3 separate regions of the Zea mays genome follow, and all the other regions are linked to region 3. The links are chromatin contacts, called in public Hi-C maps. All regions are on one chromosome and are shown on one strand. Each heading gives the region's core, a stretch centred on a gene start, on an enhancer-like site or on the middle of the called end of the contact. The rest is flanking DNA. Distances are from core to core; before and after follow the strand shown.

The links. A called contact is a pair of places that touch in the nucleus more often than the background predicts.
Region 1: a Hi-C map of ear shows a contact between it and region 3, with 2.4 times the contacts expected there. The contact joins the promoter of LOC118473462 here to the enhancer-like site in region 3. A contact is called at or near these places in 8 of 25 Hi-C or Micro-C datasets (bundle sheath, ear, endosperm and 4 more).
Region 2: a contact with region 3 is called in a Hi-C map of leaf, with 6 times the contacts expected there. The contact joins the promoter of LOC100382223 here to the enhancer-like site in region 3. A contact is called at or near these places in 7 of 25 Hi-C or Micro-C datasets (bundle sheath, ear, endosperm and 2 more).

What each region holds. Positions count from the first base shown.
Region 1 is chr9:112,789,556-112,794,140 of Zm-B73-REFERENCE-NAM-5.0, forward strand. LOC118473462 reads right to left here and starts at 1,302. Exons shown (of 3, transcript XM_035962842.1): 1 at 1,262-1,302. The coding sequence starts at 1,302.
Region 2 is chr9:112,740,563-112,745,652 of Zm-B73-REFERENCE-NAM-5.0, forward strand. LOC100382223 reads left to right here and starts at 1,943. Exons shown (of 1, transcript NM_001174979.1): 1 at 1,943-3,695. The coding sequence starts at 2,064. The coding sequence ends at 3,221.
Region 3 is chr9:112,465,087-112,469,436 of Zm-B73-REFERENCE-NAM-5.0, forward strand. No RefSeq gene overlaps it. Among protein-coding and RNA genes, the nearest start is that of LOC100502532, 77 kb to the right of the region's middle. Within about 2 kb of position 2,170, at least 18 of the 20 cell types and tissues checked have an H3K27ac peak or open chromatin away from gene starts, as enhancers often do. A contact at or near this core is called in bundle sheath, ear, endosperm and 3 more, where this site is marked.

The sequences.
Region 1 (4,585 bases), core at 52-2,551, 320 kb after region 3:
AAAAAGGTCTATACATCCACTATATATAGCAGCTTGAGTGTATTGTAATAATGAATTTCGTAACGAATCCCGTATCACATTAGCTTTTCTAATATACTAATATGAAGAAACTTGCACAGTACATGTTTAGTTAAAATTAAAATTGTGTTTTTTTTTGTTTTTCAGACCGAGAGAGTTTAAACCGTCCCATGCCACTATGCCAGTGACGGCATTAGCGGCCCGACAGAGCATTCATCACTCACCCTTGTGGCTGCTGCAGTACTAGTTGATGGCACAACACTAGGCTAGATGAAGGGTGCTGCTGCCGGTGCCGGCCCTCCTTGCCTCGATTTCATTGCGCGGAGGTATTTGTTAGTTATGAAAAAAGAATAGTAATAGATGATAAATAAGTACGAGAAATGATAATTTATGAAGGTAGTGAGATATACGAAGAAATTTAGGGGGAGCCGCTGAATAAGATGGAGATACAGAGAAAAAAAGTTTGCTGATGTGATAAGATAGTAGAATATAGAAAGAGAAATATAGAGAAATCGTTGAAGAGAATCTTATAGCGAATTAGGGATGAATGGGCTGAAACCCTAAACCCTGCAGCCTCGAGTCGACGGAGAGAAAGAGAATTATCTGTCGCGGCCGGTGACAGCCGGGGCGGGTTGGGTTGTGTCTTGTGTTGAACGTGGGCGCACGAGGCGGCCTGGCTGACTGCACACGGGAGAGCTGGGTCTAGGTGGCTGCCGCACTCGACTCGCACCGCCGCCTCGCGTGACGATCGGCCGCCTGATGGCGCGATAGCCTCTTGTCGGAGGCGCAATCATGGCGCGATGGCGACGCGACGACCGCCTGCTCCGCCCACTCCCAAGTCCCAACTGGCCCTGTGGCATGAAACGGGGGGGGGCTTCAATTCGCCTGCAGGCTGCACCAGGCGTGCGTGCGTGACCGGGGAGCTGCACTGCAAACTGTGCTTCTTGTCATTGTCAACGCAGAGCTGCTGTATTTATTTTATATTTATTAAAGAAGCAAATCCATTCGGTGAACGCGGCAGCACACGGGTGCACGCGCTGCCGCACAGGCGTCACCGCGTCAGTGTGGCTGGCTGTGCGTTGGGTGGGGACCCCGATCCGTGATCCCATCGCGCCCGCCGGCCGCCACCGAGGATGGATGTGCATTTGCTTTGTTTTTGATGCGGAGCACGCACGTACGTACGTACGTACTAACAAATACCTGCTCCGCACGGCTGCACTGAAGCAACGACAGCTGATACTACCTGACCAGTCCAGGGGGGGAAGGGGATGGATGGAGGTCCATGTGCGTAAGAAATGCGAGGATGACAGCCGTACGTCCAGGACACCGCATTAGCATAATCAAAGGCGCCTCAGCACACCGTAGCCGCCGTGTGCTCTGAAGGTCACGACGAGGGTCGGCCGGCCTATCCTTCGTGCAGCTAGGGAAACCATGCTACACCGTACCTCCTCCTGCCCCACAGGGGTTCATGCAAATTGCACACTAGTACTACTACTCCAGAATCCAGATAGCGCAGCCACTTGTTGCGAATCTGTGCTAACCACTCCAGATAGATGTAAACGCGCGCAGACATGAATCGCCATCGACCCACCCCACACACAGGACAGAGCAACTGGGGCGGGCATCCATCCTGCTTGCCCAACTGCTTAATAATCGGAGCCACTTGTGGTCTCAAGTTGCAGATCGCGCGCGAGGTAGTTTTGAGCACATATCCATCCACTAATGGCAGGTGCTTGGTTGCATCAGGGGGCAAGACCAATTAAGACGCATGATAGTAGGCAGTAGCTACTAGTATGATACGGTGCTTAATAATCATGACGACAGCTGCAACGGTAGACAACTAGCTAGACAAGTGTATGTCCGGATGGAATCGAGACCCCAGACCACTTGGGGTTTGGCCAGACCTGGCCAGCTGATCACGTAACCAGTTGCTGCTGCATACGGATTTTTCTTGTTTTCCCTATGGCCGCTAGCACAGCTTTTCCTAGCTAGTTGCAGGTGTTATCGGGCCAGAGCCAGATATCATATCTATCCCTGTCACGAGGCCTTGCCTGAACCCGGCCGCGACGAGTAGTGGCAGCACCGCCGGATCACGCTGGCTTCGCTTCAGCTGTTTGGTTGTTCTTGTCCGGCCGTTTTCTTTCGATCGCGAGTCATTGTTTTGCCGCCTGAATTATTCGTTCGGTCCGATCGTATTAGGGACCGGACCGGACCGGACGTACGTACGTACGTGCTGTGCCCAGCCCTCGTAACGTGACTCGTGACGTTGGTCTTGTGGTACTGGGCCTATCACGTCCTCCGGTTTCGAGCGGCGACTTGAGTGGTACTGGATCCTGTTCGGCCTCGTTAGTGGATGGCTTGGCCCACCGAGTCCTGTTTCCTAGTTCGCTAACCACAAACTTACCTACTACACCGTTGCTAGTCTACCTCCCTCCAGCAGCTTTATTCATTTTTTCCCTCTATTTTAAGTTTCACTCTATAATACTCTCTCCGTCCTAAATTAAAATTCGTTTTTACGTTTTTAGTAGAATCATACAATAACAAATGTATGTGTTCTATTTATGTGCATAGATTTATTATCATCTATATGAATATAGCCATACAAATGTAAAGCTAAAACGACTATTATTTAGAAACGGAAAGAGAGAGAGAGAGTAATATATACCATTCAAAACACTATTTTGCATGCATATGTACGCCCGTTGGTCATAGTCTTATGAAACATATTCTACGCACAAGACCAAATTCATGCACACATTCATAAAATCAATCTAGATCATTCGTCCAATAATATTTTATTTTAGCTAACATTTTTTTTTATGAAAAGCACTTTCCACGTTCCCCTCATCCGTCAGCTATATATTTGAAAAAAAAAACCTGCATCTCAAGCAAAGGTTGTTATACGAGCGAAGGGCTCATATTGAGTTTATGCGTATGTGCATGAAGGTGAACTTGTGCATGGAATATGTTCCCCCTTTGTTGACGGATATTGTATAGTACACGTGTTTTATGGAAAAAAAAATTAGGAGTCATGTACAGTGAAGCATTTCCAGGACTAGCTAGATAACATCTATGTTTAGATCTTTTCGTTTCATCTTCTTGCAGCATATGGTCTAGGAGCTGTTCGGTTCAACTGTTTAACCCAACTCAATCCAGCTGTTCGTTTGGTAGGACAAACACGAAAGGGACATGCATGGGGCCGTGCATCAAGATTTTCTTGTAAACGCTTCGCTATACATGACTCTCGCATAGAATTGTTTCCACGGCTACCTACACAACGAGTACACCGTTATTGACGGATATTGTATAGTACACAGAGATTAGAATCTACTTTAAATCCGTATTATATTTATTAGAATTATAAGTACCAATTTCTATATATGTATGCAAATATGACAGTATGTTCCTTATCTAACATATCAACATACAACATGGATAGACTCAAGTTTGGGTTGTCAGCGATTCTTCCAAATGTCTCCGTACTTTTACATTGTAATAAGAGCCATGATAAGTTCATCATCATATATCTCCATGAATCCTATACTCGGTCTACCCGTCTTCGAGATGCTCATGAAGTCCAACAATGTGCTATGGCATGTGTAGGTTAGGGTCAACATAAAGCTACTCGACTTTTTGACCATTAACACAAAGGTGTCTGCGACCAAAATCTTCCAAAAGTGACAATGAAAAAGAGATCGAGCTATAAAAATCCAGAGTTTGAGGTTTTGGAAGCGAGAGATCAACAAGCCCTGAATTATCTTCTCTCATCGCTACCATAAAACATGACGATTTAAGTTTCTTTGGTCAAAACCGAAATTGAAGCTTAATAGTGATCCAATGCGCCTTTGCCTCGTAAATAAGGGAAAGAAGTGTCAATATATGGTTGACCCTAGCAAATACCAAAAATAAAAATCTATTTGTTTCTGAAAACTTCGGAAAGATGAAACACTAGGGTGATGAGATGACAAGTTGGCCGACTTCTAGAGAATGAATAATTTGTGGAGTACACTCTCACATGCCTTAATGATAACTACCTCCCACTAGCCTCTACTATCTATGGTGGAAGGAGTTGTCAATCAATACTTTGAACAGAAACAAGAAATCCATAAACAGGAGTAGATCACTTAGGGTGTGTTTGGTTGGATGTACAAAGAGGAATAGAAGGGGACGACCATAATTTCTATAGTGTTTGGATGAGAATTACGTGAGGGCGAGGTAAACACCGGAGTAATTTTTGGTGACGGCGTGATCCAAAAAATCGAGGGACGGTGTTGCCCCACCTCATCCTACTTTAACCTCAAACCAAACATATCTTAGTGGCCAGACAGACGACACATGTTGGTGAGTGGGGGAGTGGCCTTCGACTGGGGGGGGGTGGGCCTGCAAGACTGGGGCTATGCGATGTCGCGGTACACTGTGGCGAGGGCCACATAGAGGGGTAATGGGAGTGTGTTCAGAGCGGCAAGAGGAGAGGGTTACTAGGTTAGGGTTTCTCGTTTTTGACTGGTAGTAGTGTGGAGTGGAGCGGGGTAATAGGAGCCAGGGGTGGTAATAGATCATGATCCAA
Region 2 (5,090 bases), core at 693-3,192, 280 kb after region 3:
TAGGTTCTATGCGTTGGTGTCGACAGACAAAACTACTGCGAGTTTGGTAAAAGGGATCTTTCTTCTGCGACTGTTGAGCTAGCTACAGACTATAGTGGATCGATTTTCTGTTGCCTGGTGATGATGGCCGTAAACGTGCCTGTAGCTGTCATCTTACAGACTTACGGTAGCGGCAACCAACTAATTGCATTGACCGACCGCTGTTGTCGCGTCCCCTCTCAGGCCCGTCCCATGCCCAAACGCTGGAAAAATCTATCGGCAGCAAATAGTCGCGTCCAAGTTGATTATTTGATCCATATATTATTATATCACGGTGCAACAAAGATGGAATCGTTACAAAAAAAAAATGCACAAGGTTTCCATCCATTTCGATATCAGGTTTGTTGGAGACTAATCTCGGGTGGCTGTTGTCGGAGGAAAAGACGGTGGTCGCAGTACGGTCCGCACCGACACAGGGAAAACGAGCAGCACGAGTCTCCAGGCTCGTGTCGAGAGCGCATCGGTACCGGAGAGGTCGGTGCCTCGGACGGCCTGCGCGTGCAGAGCCCAAACTCTCACGCACACGCACCGACGCAGCGCCATCTCTCCTCTTTCATCCGAAACCCACGGAGACAGAGCACGGCAGCGTGTAGCAGTGTCAGTGTGTAAATAAATAAATAAATAAATAAATAAAAATAGACATACTTCTACGAAACTATAAAAGTTATTAGAGAGAAATTAAAAAAAACCAGAAAATGGCATATATGGGAGTGATGAGAGGAAATAAATTGGAAACTTCTCGGCCAGGACAAATGGGCCCCACGCACGCCGCACATTCTCGTAGCTACGTACTAGCTTTCCTTTCCTTTGCGGACACGCCCGTCCGCGCCCACCAGGCCCACTGGACTGCTGTCCATCACGGCTGTACAGTACTAGTACATGCACCTCTCGCCGGGCCCACAAGCGGCCCTCCTCCTCCTGTCCTGGCCTCCTCGGGCCAGGAGCCAAGTTGCTGCCGTCGCGTCGGTCGTCGACTCGTCGTGATCGCGGGCAGCGCAGTAGCTGCCGCGTCCTTGGGTCCGTGCCTGGGTGGCGGAAAACTCGTACGCGTACGGCCAAACAAGCTCGAAGAATCACCGGAGCCGGCCGCTGGCCAGATCCAATCCAACAAGAACCGGATGGACCGAGCTTCACGGCAATCGTTTCGAAATCCGGCCACGCGGCCGTGGCATGTTGTAACACTTGAACCAAAGCACGACGAGCCCGAACCGATTCCCGGTTGCAGTGAGGGGTATTACTTCGCCTTCGTTTCAAAATAATTGCCACAAAGACCATTCTTTCCTCAAGTTCCTGTGGCTGTTCCTGGCCACATTCACCCTGTGCAGTAGTACTCCTGCATGGATGCACAAGCACAAAGACCATTCTTTCCGATCGTGCACCGCCCACTTTTGTTGGTCAAAGCATCCAACATCCAGCACCATTGCAACACGATGAGGGGCGGATCAATGGCACTTTTGTGGTGTCAAATTCTGGACTGGATTGAGTGGTTCACTGTTTTCTGGTCTGGAACCGTTTCCGACTTGGAACCTTCAAGGCAACCGAACACGGGGACGCCACATCCTGGGGACGATATGGCCACCATGGTGACACCGTCGGCGATGGAAATTGAGGTCTTATTTACGTAGTGTAGTTTAAAGTAGAAAACGCTGTAGGCATTCCATGGAGAGGCGAAGCCTTATTGCTGCGTGCCAAGTTCGGGACGATGAAGAACGGGCTCCGGCGCTGCCAGCCTGCCACCATGGGCTCTCATTCGGGAGAAGACAGAAGAACGACTGTGGGTTGGAAAGGGCTGTAGCTGTAGTTGCCCTTGGCAGGAGGGGAGGAGTGGAGGACGCCAGCTGAGAAAAGCCGCACGACTTGGCACTTGCCCAGAGTCCACTCACCTCTATAAATTCGTGCCCACCCCGCTTCAGGTTCCATTCCTCATCACCAAGCCGAACCACAGAGCTCCCCCACACCCACAGCGGGGTGAAGCGAATCGCATCAAATTCGACCGAAGAATCGCGCCGCTCGGCCCGGCCACCATGAGCTTCTCGTCCATGAGCAAGCAGCAGGTGCTGGACGCCGGTGACGGGGAGGGGGAGGAGGTCATGGAGCTCATCCCGGGCCTGCCGGAGGAGGTGGCCGAGAAGTGCCTCCTCCACCTGCCCTTCCTCTACCACCGCCTCTTCCGCACCGTCTCCTCCACCTGGAACCGCTTCCTCACGGACGCCCTGGCCAAGCCACTGCTGTTCCCTCACGCGGCGGGGGCGGGGACCGCGGCCACGGGGTCGGTGCCCTTCCTCTTCGCCCTCGCCTTTGACCCCATGTCGCGGCGCCTCCAGTGCCAGGCGCTCGACCGTTTCTCGAGGAAGTGGCTCCTGCTCCCGCCGGTGCCCGGCGGCGCCGCGGCCGGGTCGTTCGCGGTGGTGGGGCTCCCCCGCCGCGGCCAGATCTACGTGATTGGGGGCGTCGAGGAGGGCGGCGACAAGGCCGTGACGAGCGTGGCGGTGTACAGCGCCGCGCGGAACGGGTGGGAGGAGGCGGCGGCGATGCGGACGCCCCGCGGGTACATGGCGGCCGGGGAGGTGGGAGGGCGGGTGGTGGTGGCCGGGGAGGACGGCGAGGCGGAGGTCTTCGACCCGGAGGCCGGGCGGTGGTCGCCGGCCGCGCCGCGCCGCGGCGCCGCCGTGGCGCGGTACGACGCGGCGGCGGCGGGCGGGAAGCTGTACGTGACGGAGGGTTGGGCGTGGCCGTTCGAGCGCGCGCCGCGCGGCGCCGTGTACGACGCCGCCGCGGACTCGTGGTGCGAGATGGCGCGCGGGATGCGGGAGGGGTGGACGGGCTCCTGCGCCGTCGCCGGCGGCCGGATGTATATCGTGGCGGAGTACGGGGAGTGGCGGCTGAAGCGGTACGACGAGGCCCGGGACGAGTGGCGGATGGTGGCCGGCACCGGGGTGCCCCCCGAGGTGCGCCGGCCGCACGTGGTCGCTGGCGAGCTCGGGGAGGTCGCTGGCGGGAGGCGGAGGATATACGTCGTCGGCGCCGGGCTCGACGTCGCCGTGGGCACGGTTTCTGCCGCCGCATCCGCCGCCGCCGCGGTACCCGGCGTCGAGGACGAAGTGGTGGAGTGGGAGGTGGTCAAGGGCTCCGCCGAGTTCGCCGGGATGGCGCCCTGCAACGCGCAGGTCCTATACGCTTGAGGCGCCGCCGGACCCCGCCTTCGGGTAGAACGTCCGCAAACCGATGGTTCGGTACCAGTCGGCGCACCCACAGGGGTCCACCAGCCCCGTGCCGCATCACGTCGCCGGCGAAGCGCATACCTAGCCCACATGTCAGTGGAACGCGACGGCTCCCGCTCCATCGTCTCGCCGGCAGGAGCGAGTGGCTTGCTGTTCCTGTTCCTGCTAGGAGAGAAGTATATAGATGACCCAGAAGAAACCAGATGCGCAAACGCAGCTGCACAGGCTCGCAAGTCGCAACGTGGTGGTCTGGTGGACGAGTGTGTGAACCGTGAGCGAGCATTGATGGCACTAGAGAAAGGCTGAAAAATCTTTTCTTCCATGTGGGGCCGAGGAAGTGTGCAAGCAGTAGAACTTATTTTTCTTTTCAGGCTTTTTTTTACCTGTGTATATTGGATTTTGGTAAAGACTTTATTTGCGTTCGTCGCAATGCACAAACATCCGGATCGAACCGTACATCTAAAATCGTAGAGCTGAGGCCAATGTTCCTACCTTATGTTCAGTGTACTTTGGAGAGGATTCCTTCTGCTACGATCCTTATGGACTAGTTTGAGAATTTTATTTTCTCTGGTGATTTTTATTTTTCTAAGTGAAAATAAATTAAACAAAATTTTCTTAGGAAAATAAAAATCATTTGAAAAAATAGGATTCTAGACTTTTAATCTCACAGATTCTTTAATTGTTTATTTCTTTGTGATATTAACTCTTTTAAGCTCAGTTCTACCTACAAAGCAGCGTCGAAAAATTTAGGTGTTGCTAACGTAACGACAAACAAAATTTCATGACACAATTTAAAGCAACTCGCAACTACAAATAAGTGATAGATGTGCAAAATATCTTATTCAAGAGTCATCGTGATCATAATCCATTTACAACAAAATGCCATATTGAATGAAATCTGAAAAAAAGAAAAAAAAATGAGTTAACAACGTCAAATTGAAGTAAAAATTGTTGAACAAGTGAAATAAGAATAAACCTCTAGTTGAGTTGAGTTCTAGGACCTAGTTTCTTATTTTGAAATACCTTCTTAAATTTCTGAAGATCGAGTCCTTTAAAATTTTTTCTTTCAATATAGCACGCCGTCAAGTCATTTAACCAACCATGAGACATCTTATTGCGTAACTCAGTCTTGATAGTATTCATAGCAGAGAAGTCCCTTTCAACTCTTGCAGTCGCCACCGGTAACCGCAGTGTTAACTCAATAAGTCGATATACCAATATGCCCCTCAAGTTGAATAATTGTCTTTGATAGACTCGCAAAATCATGACAAGGTTTAAACTCTTCAAGTCTTCGCACATGAATAATAAAGTTCTTTGATGATCTTTTATAGTTTTGTCATCGTCAAAAGAAGAATCATTATATATATATATAAGCTCATCCACATCAAACTTAGAGAACGAGTTTCTTGGGTCAAGACAAGAAAAACACACCAACAACTCTGAAGATATCTCATTAAAGCGATGATCCAACTCTGTGGTGATATAATCTATAGCAGCATAGAAAGTATCAACACAATAAAAATGTTCTATGGTAATATTGTTTCTCCCACCTTTCCTTGATCGAACAAAACATGGTACAACATCACTCGTTTTTTATATTGGGATATCATTTGCAATGCAAAATGTTGTGGTTTCTTCCAACGGTAGCTCCCAACCATCATTTTCAAAATAACCAAACATGTTCTCACATCAACAACCAAAGACATGGCTTGGACAACATTTTAATCCTTTCTTTGTGATACGAAGGATCAGTAACATCATCTTCATCATAAACACAAAGCTGAAACACTCCATTTTTTCAACAATGCCACCTGCACGTGATGGATTGCG
Region 3 (4,350 bases), core at 920-3,419:
ACCTGTCGCGGGCATGGCCACATTGCTTGCCTGCGCTCATCGCCATTTCTCCGAGTCACAGATTATTCTATGCGATTAATCGCGCATCAAGCTGGAGCACTCCTGTGATAGCTAGTGACTTGGTACGTGATCGCCTGATGGGGTGATCCAGATCTGGTCAACACTAGTACTATCATTCATTCCTCATGATCCTGTCTCCATTCTCACCCACCTTTCTGGTATAACTACCCCCGTTCTATTGCAATTGTTATTGTTATATTAATATTGGTGCTTGTGAGCCATGCCGTGAGGCGAGACTTTTTATCTGGCTTTCATTTGGTTACTTCTCCCACCCCAGAGAGAATCAAATCTTTATCTTTACTTAATACAATGAGCGAATAAATTTTCTCTACGACGAGAAATAAATATTTTAAAAATAGGGTGTAGGGATTCGAATGCTACCCACTAGTTTTAAGTGCTCGGTTTCTACCATTACAACTCATGTCTATTTATGTTATATGAATGTAAAAGTACATACTAATAATTTTAAAATACAAAAAATATAACCATATTTTAATAAATATCTTATTTAAACTAGATCTATCTATATGATATGATATATATAAAGACCTTAGCAATTTACAAGCAACTAACTAGTGAGCCCGTAATGCATGAGACTATGAAGGTTCTTTGAGATCGCTTTTTGGCTCCATAGACTTCATGATAGAGCAGCTTATAAAAGCTAGAGTTTAAATTTACAAAGCACCCATTAAACGCTAGCTCTCCTTGCTTTATCTTTTTTTTTACTAAGCAGAGTTGGAGCTTAGTCTGAACAAGATATCGTAACAAATTAGAACTCTCGCTCGAACTGATATAATCTTTGATTGTCCACACTAACAAGTCAGACTGTGAAATGGAAATGTGCCCTTGGGTCATTTCTATAAATATTTTGGTTATTCGATGTTCAACATATATTGTTTTGTGCTAAGTGTCAAATAGATGCAAATGGAAAATCAAGGTATGATTCTAGATTTAGTAAATTGTTTTTGGTACTAATATTATTCTACTAAGTGCTAGGAGCCTTGTTAAAACGAGAGAAATTGAATTGGAAGAGTTTGGCTGAGTCCAGCTAGACTGAGGTGCACCGGACTATCCGGTGCTCAGGCTGGCTCCCCTAGCGAACAGCCGCTCTCGGGAAAAGTTCAGCGCGTCGCGGCTATAATTCACCGGACTGTCCGGTATGCCAGCCGCGCCCACGCCAACGGTCGGCAACGCAATCAACGGGTGACGCGTGGACTTCGCCATGTGCCACGAGCGTCGTGGCTGCAATGGTCGGTTTCGCCAGAAAAGGAAGGAAATCGACATTGTTTCCTGTCCGGTGCGTCCATGGACAGAAGGCATCTATGACCTTTCAAATGGAGCTCCAACGACTCCTAGCTGCCTTGGGGCTATAAGGTCTTTTTTAGTTCGCGAATTGTAACATGGATGACAAGGGTAATGATTCACACTCGAGTGACAACGGTAATAAGTTTGAGTAAGCCGATATCAATTTCCAGTGTGGTATCTTATTATGGTTGGACTTAAACAAGCATGGTTTAACGTGATCTGTTACACATCACGTTACAATTATATGAATCAAACAACACCTAGGTGTCGTTTGGTTCACGAAATGTAACGTAAATGATAACGGTAATTATTCAAACTCGAGTAACAATGATAACAAATTTGAATAGGTCGGTATTAGTTCCTAATATGCTATCTGATTACTGTTGGTTCTAAACAAATATGATCTAACGTTATCAGTTATTCATCTATTATATTACCGATACGTGAATCAAACGGCACCCTAAATCCGTTTTTTCTACATCAGATAATAGAAGCTCCTCCTCCATCTACCACTACCAACAACCAACGTGATTGTACATGGAATGATATATATTTTATCTTAAGACTGCACGGAGGAACAGAGGGGGCAGGAAAAAAGGCTGAATACGCAGATATATTTATTTATATGTAGTTGATGATGATGAGTCTTTACATGTGTGATCTAACCAACACTCCACAACTTGTGCCTACGGGCAAAAGGGAAGAAGGTATGACCACCTTCTGGTTTGTTGGTTGTGTGGTCCGTCCGACCGCCATCTGTACGATTGATTCGTGGTGATAATGGCGTGTGGGGACCACAAGGGCCCAACCGGCCGACCCACCTGTGGTCTCGTGCTTGCTGCTATGCCCAGCGGCAGCAGAGCAGCACGCGCGTGTGTACGCTTTCAGCAGAGAGCGCATACGTATGTACTGCTGTACTGCTGTACATATAGACATGTAATGAAGTTAGAATGTTGGGTCTGACTGTTTTTGTTTGGTTTGTTGAATAAAATGTGTTAATCTATCACCATATTATTTCTCATAGTTAGTTAATTAATATTAATTTGAGGAATTGAGGTATTCCACCAAATTTAAGAAATATGAACCCATAATACACCGCATCTATTTAGATGGAGTAATTACACAAACCAAACACTCCATTAGGCCATATAGAGGCTGAGCCGCGTTCTCGTGTCTCGTCTATGCTACGTTGAGGGTGAATGGTATTAAACGTGATCTCCAAAAATAGATATGCAAGCATGTTAGTGCCTGGAGATAACATAAAAGCTCGTATTGTTGCACTTATCTCCGCAACATGGCCTTTCATGCACCTCAGGGTTTCAAGCGAAGGATGCAGTGAAATAGATCTATGCTAAAGAGATTTTTGAAAGTGAAATTAAATTAATTGGAAAGGCCACAATGATGATTTTGCTCATATTGAAATGTTTGAGGCCCGCCGTCAATTTTTTTTCTTTTGTCTCTCTCAATGTTTGGCCTATATTCAATAATTACTAAGTTCAATGGTTAGAGAAAATATAGATCATACATCAATAGAGATCTGGAGTTGAAAAAACAGGAAACGGCGAGAAAAAATGTACAGAAATACCAAAATACACAGAGTCGGTAACTATATATATATATATATATATATATATTCAACTATTTTCCGTTTTATGGAAAAATAAAGGGCAGTTTATTAATTCACTTTATATAAACCTTCGTAGGCCAGTGACACCTAGATATGGCAACAGGTATAAACTCGCTGGGTTTTGCCATATCAAATCTATATCCGTGAAAAATATATATACTCATTAAAAATCCGTACCTATAACGAGTTTGAAATTTTGACCAAACTCGTACCCATCAGGTTGGCGTCGGTCTAAGGGCATCTTTACTAGATTGAGAATGTCCAAATCCCTATAGGTAAGTAAAGATGACCGAGAAAAAAACTTTAGAGTATATGAGAATTGTGCTTCAATGTATTAAGATGAGAGAAAACTATTTGGGTCCCTCTTTGGCCTAAGGTCCTCAAAACATTAACTCGTTGCTTATTTCTAAGTCTGTTCCAGGTATAATAGGGTAATTACTGAAGGACAACTTCATTTGGACATGGTGTGTAATCACCACATTCAGCGGTGAAAGTCGCCTAGAGGGGGTGGATAGGTGGAAACTGAAATTTACAACTTTAAACACACTACAAGCCGGGGTTAGCGTTAGAATAAAATCCGAGTCTGGGGGAGAGGGGAAAACAAATCAACCAAGAAAATAAAGCGGATGACACGGTGATTTGTTTTACCGAGGTTCGGTTCCAAAGAACCTAGTCCCCGTTGAGGTGGTCACAAAGACCGAGTCTCTTTCAACTCTTTCCCTCTCTCAAACGGTCACCTAGACCGAGTGAGCTTTCTTCCTTAATTTCTCGGGTCACTTAGACCCCGCAAGGACCACCACACAATTGGTGTCTCTTGCTTCGCTTACAAGGCTTTGAGAATAAGAATGAGAGAAAGAAGAAAGCCAACCAAGCAACAAGAGCAACAAGAAAACACAAGAACGATCCTCTCTCAGGTCCTAAAATACTAGAATTGAATTGGGGACTTTGATCGGATCGGTGGCTTTGATTTGAGTCTTGGAGTGTTGCACTTTGCTCTTGTATTGAATGGAATGTGTTGAATGCTTGGATGGTTGGAGTGGAGGTGGTTGGGGGTATTTATAGCCCTCAACCACCAATTCAACTGTTGGAGGTGGCTGCTGTCGATGGGCGCACCGGACAGTCCGGTGCGCCACCGGACACTGTCCGGTGCACTAGCCACGTCACCCAGCCGTTAGGGTTTGACCGTTGGAGCTTTGTCTTCTTGTGGCACCGTACAGTCCGGTACCGCACCGGACAGGTACTATGCACTGTCCGGTGCGCCTCTGGCGGCTGCTCTGACTTCTGCGCAAACTGTTCGTGCAGTGTAGCGTTGCAGGCGACCGTTGCAGGCGATCGTTGCAGCCGACCGTTGCGCTGGC